Regions from separate parts of the Zea mays genome. Here region 1 is linked to region 2. A link is a contact called in public Hi-C data. All regions are on one chromosome and are shown on one strand. Each heading gives the region's core, a stretch centred on a gene start, on an enhancer-like site or on the middle of the called end of the contact. The rest is flanking DNA. Distances are from core to core; before and after follow the strand shown.

Region 1 (2,700 bases), core at 180-2,679, 140 kb after region 2:
CATATGCATTGCATTCACATGCATTCATTGAAGTGATATTTGCAGATATTGTTGACGCAGTGAAGTATTATACAAACTATTGTGGTTGCTCGAGGATATGAGATGGTATTGGTTATATTGGGACTATTGAGTTCTATATCTACAAGTATTTTTGTTCTTAATTGAGATTCCTGTAAAATGTTGATTAATTCATATTGTGGTTTAAATATCTCATCAAAACAATTTGCTTAATGCTTATCAAGGGGAGTGGGAAGTAGCGGCACGTTGCACACATTGCTTAAAGAACCAAATAATTAGCTTGAGTTATTGACTTTTAAGGTTCATACTAGAGTATGATGTAGGCATAAACTGGTTCATTCGTGGTTAATTGTCCTTGATGAGAATTATATCATACTATTATGATTCATTTTGTATTGATATATCTCTTTTGCTTCTGCGATGCTTATAATTACAAAGGAGGCACTACCAAATTTTATTTTGCTTAGTGTTCGGCTGTTGGTAGTGAAGTCCAGTAGCATCTCGGGGTGTTTGTGGATCCCGGAGTGTTATAGGGTCCCATCAAAATTAATCCTATGCATGAATAAGTGATAATAAAGAACATTGTTGGGTAATAAAAGTGGTCAAGGGCACAACTTGCCTTCAATGAGCTCCTGCTCAGCAACTTCTATCGGCTGGGCACCAGGATCCTCAGTCACCGGCTCTTCTACTCGCCACAATACAAACAAGCACAATATAAAGGAGAATTAACATCACACCAAACATGTAAACAAAATACACAATAATAATCTACACATTAAAATAAGATCCTAGGAACATGAATCATTAATTTTGGAGTTATGGATTTTAAGTTATGAATTTCCAAATGTTTTATGTGCTTGAAATAGGATTAAGTGGGAAATTAATTTTCTTACAGTTTTCATATCAAAACAGAGACTCTAAGTGATAGACAATAATATTACAAAATTTTAGAAACTGGAATGGATTAATTTGGACTAAAAATGAATTTTCTATGAATTTTACAAGTTCTAGCACTTATTTATATATTACAAATCTATTTTCTATTTAATTTCCTGGATTTCTTACTCCCATGGATCAGGCGCACAAAACCAGAGAAACCCAGGGGCTCGGGATAATTTTTCCTAAGACACAGAGCCCCACTGCGCAGGACGATGGGTTGGTTTTGATAAAACCGAGGGGCTGTTTTGCATTTTGTCTAGACCGAACGGGTATGGGCAGATCTGAGCCATCCTTTCTCAGATACACGGCCCGGATTAGATCTCTATTAACTTTGAACCGGTACACGAATCTAACCGTCGGATCCGACTTCAACGGTGAGGGTTTTATTACTCTAGATCGATTTCTATCCGTCCGATCTAGATCGACGGACCAGATCGAACCTGGAGAAAGGGTACGCAGTATATAATCTCAACCCTTAATCCACGCATCAACGATCGGGATGCGTTCTCCTACCTCACTGCCAACATCGGCGACCGCGCCTAACACCACGTCGGCTCGCCATGGTTGAGACACCTGACGCACTAATCGGTACACGATTCCCATGTATCTCGGGTGCAAAATGAAATTTAGGGGATGGCGATCTCGAGAAGAGAATTCTTACCCAGTTTCCGACAGTGCGCAGCTCTGGTCACGACACACAACGGACACACGGAGGAGTTAGTACCACGACGACCAATTTCGAGGGCTCCGGCCGCCAACCCACAGCAGGGAGGTCATCAGATCAATCCCCGACGACTCGACGGAGGGAGAGCACAGGTCGGAGTACGGAGCGGCACCGATCCGGGGCACACGCTGACGGAGCGCCAATGGCGGCGAGTCGCGCTTGAATGGGTAGGCATCCTATCGGCTATGAGCAGAGGGTTACAGTTGAGGAGAAGGTGGCGGGGGGGGGGGGGGGGGGGGGGGGGGGGGGGTCAACCCGCTACTTATCTCCCGGTGAAGTGGGCAAAGTGGTTGGGGCTAGCTGGAGCTGCGACGGAATTCGTGGTGATGACCTCGGTTTGTTGCGCGGTGAAGGGAGAAGATCTACAGGGCGATGTCTTACGTGTGGGTCCCGCATCACAGTGGCTAGCGACGCGCGTGGACCACTGGCCAGAGGGCCCGCCTTGTCAGCCACAGAGCCCACGGCGTGGTGCGCGATCTCTTCTCAGCTGGGCCATGCAATGGCATGGAGATGGGCTGGCTGGTGTTTTGACCCAACACGGCTGAATTGATTTTCTTTTTTTTCTTTTCATATTTTCCTTTTCTTTTTTGATTCATTTTATTTTCATTTGAATCTCTAATTTGAATTTAAGTCTTGTTATGAAATTCAACTTTGAGTCAAATGTATAAACTCAAATCTGTGTAAGAATCATAATATATACTTTTTTATATTTATTTTTATTCACATAGTAATTTCCCTTCTTCTCTTTTTCTAGATTCTTGAATTTTCCTTTAGGATTTAAATTCCACTTTGGACATTAACATATTTTTTATGTTATTTTTATATTGTCACAAATAATGCACTCACAATAGAAATCCAGCATGATGCATAATTTATCAGCATATATTTTTATTAGTTATTTTTTTTAAAGATGGTGTTCACATGTGATGACAAATAGGTTCAACCCACACATATAAAGTGAAATTGTTTCTCCTTTTATATTATCTCTTACAAATCACAAATTGGGTATTACAGATAAT
Region 2 (2,700 bases), core at 199-2,698:
TGGTCAAGTTTTATTAGTAGTTACTAAATGTAAGTAGATACCAAACCAGAGTAATAATAGATCAAAATTAATAATAAACCACAATGCGATGCAAATGACAAATTGAATTCAATCCATAAATTAATCGTGCGAGAGTCCTGAGCTGCTCATGACCGCGAGCACAGCTAGTATACTAGGTTTACACTTTGCAGAGGTTGTACCTGTACCCACAAGTCGTGTATCCCATCTAGCCTGAGTTTGCAAGGCCCTTAGACATTGCCGAGGTGAATGGCTAGGGATCCACTACGAGGCCTTTACAAAGTTCCACTAACTTCAGAAAACCCGCCACAGTTTCTAGGAAGAGCAATGCAGGAATCCCTCGTCTGACCGCCATCGCAGCAAAATCAACCTGAGAACCTCCCTACACGCCTACTCTCCTACTGCCCTTGCCCCTTTTGGGTAAGGTATTCCTCCGCTAGCTTTCCTAGTTAGTCAACCAAGGGCGTCCCATTCCACCCTTGTGGTGGCACGTGTTTCTCAACTTAAGCTCCATGTTCCAATTAACATAATAGTTTTATCATGAACATAAATAGAACAATAATAACGAATGATCATGTGTAATAGTTATTTCAACACCCAAAACCATATATAGCAATAACAAAGACTACCCAAAAATTTAGGGGTAAACAATGTGTAAAGATGACCAAACTAGGGTGACCTATTGTGTCCCATCAAAATTAAGCCTATGCATGATAAAATGATTATAGAGAACATTATTGGGTAAATAAAAGTGGTCAAGGGCACAACTTGCCTTCAATGAGCTCCTGCTCAGCAACTTCTACCTGCTGAACACCCGGATCCTTGCCCACTGGCTCGTCTACTCGAAGCAATACAAACAGACGTGGTATAGGGAAATTAACATCACACCAAACATGCATACAGAAGACATAATAATAATCTACGCATCAAAACGAGATCGTAGGAACAAGAATCACTAAATTCGGAGTTACATATTTCAAGATATGATTTCCCGAAGGTTTTATGTGTTTGGTACGGGATTAATTCAGTGAGCAATTTTAATATAGGTTTCATGATAAAACAAAGTTACTAAGTGGTTAACAATATTAATATCAAATTATAGAAACTAGTATGGGCTAAAAAGGAATCAAAATAAATTTACTATGATTTAAATAAGTTTATAGGATTATTTTAATACTAAAATTACTTTTTATATTGATTTTATTATGTTTTTCTGCCCACTGGACCGCGCATACGATTAAATGATAGCTTAGGGGCTTCTACGTAAACAGTCCTAAGTCTCAGAATACACCTGCTGTGGACTGCGGGTTAATTCCCTAAAACTCTAGGGTTTCGTTTGAAAACATCGACGCGACCGAGGGATGTTGAGCAGCCTCGATCGTGCGATCAAGCACCAGCGGCCCAGATTAAATCCTTTCCCTCCCGAACCGGTACGCAACGCCCAGCCTTCGATCAGCTATCTACGGCCCTGATTCTAAATAACCCAAAGCCTCTCAGATCCGCCCGAACGGATCTTGACGGCTCTGAACCCTTCGCTCGAATCGGTATGCATCAGACTTAATCACGACCGTTACCAAATAGATCAACAGTGGTGAACTAATTCGCCTCCTCCGGCCTCCCCGACCGGTGGCGCACAAGTACTGCGCGGCGGCGCCATCGTCGGCCAGGCGAATCCCCGATTTACGCGCACTAAACACTAATCCGACCGAACTTCAGCATTACGGCAACAAAGACGAATGCACTTGAGGCGAGCTATCTATGGCGGCAGCGGTCTCCTGTCGACGCGCGAACGACTGCGAGCAATTGCCGCCAACGGGCAAGCAAATCCGACCCGGGAGTCGGTCCTACACATGCGGCGGGACCCTCTGGTGCACCTGGAACCGTCCGTCGCGACCAAGGAGCTGACCGATGGTGTGTCTACAGCGGCAGCGCGGGTTGGCTCCCTCTCCCTCTCACTGCTTTTCCTCCTTCTCTAGATGGCGCGGCTCTGGTTCGCAATACAGGGGACCCAACATGCACGGAAGGGTGTGAAGTATTTATCAGCACGAATCGGTCAAGGATGCAATGGTGAGGCCGGATTTCTAGGCGAATCCCAGGTCTCCGCGGCGGCGGACTCAAGCACGATGCATGGGTGTGAGGGGGAAGAAAGTCGTCAGGGTTCCGGGCCCACGTGTCAACGGCGCCCCAAGGTGTGTGAGGCTGACAGGCGTGGGGCCGCACGACAGTGCAACCAGGGATGCGGTGCGCGCGAAGCAAGTCTGCCCGTGGGGTCAATCGGTCAGCGTCTGGTGTGCGGGAGTGGCTGAGGGCTAGGCCCTACATGTTGCCGCCGGATTCTGGTGGGCTGCGCGGTGGAGAGGAGAGAATGGGCCGAAATGGAGATCCGGGCCCAGTTAGGTTTTCTTTCTTCTTTTCTTTTCTTTTTATTTTTCTTTCTTTTCTTTTCCAAGTTTTGATTTCAAATTTGAATTCAACTTTAGTTGTGAAATTGTACTCCCTTTAAATGTACAAACCGAAAATGCCTGTATGGAAAAATTTTATTTATTTATATATTTATTATTATTTTTTCTCCATATATTATAGTATTTTCCTTCTCTTTCTCCAACTTCTAATTTGCTAATTATGTCTTAATTCCAAAACTTGGACATCAATATAATTTTATTGATATTATCTTTATAATTA

Evidence for each region. A called contact is a pair of places that touch in the nucleus more often than the background predicts.
Region 1: a Hi-C map of endosperm shows a contact between it and region 2, with 8 times the contacts expected there. The contact joins two enhancer-like sites. A contact is called at or near these places in 2 of 25 Hi-C or Micro-C datasets (bundle sheath and endosperm).

Annotation. Positions count from the first base shown.
Region 1 is chr2:122,544,617-122,547,316 of Zm-B73-REFERENCE-NAM-5.0, forward strand. No RefSeq gene overlaps it. Among protein-coding and RNA genes, the nearest start is that of LOC103646919, 30 kb to the right of the region's middle. Within about 2 kb of position 1,430, at least 17 of the 20 cell types and tissues checked have an H3K27ac peak or open chromatin away from gene starts, as enhancers often do. A contact at or near this core is called in bundle sheath and endosperm, where this site is marked.
Region 2 is chr2:122,408,208-122,410,907 of Zm-B73-REFERENCE-NAM-5.0, forward strand. No RefSeq gene overlaps it. Among protein-coding and RNA genes, the nearest start is that of LOC100273841, 24 kb to the right of the region's middle. Within about 2 kb of position 1,449, at least 17 of the 20 cell types and tissues checked have an H3K27ac peak or open chromatin away from gene starts, as enhancers often do. A contact at or near this core is called in bundle sheath and endosperm, where this site is marked.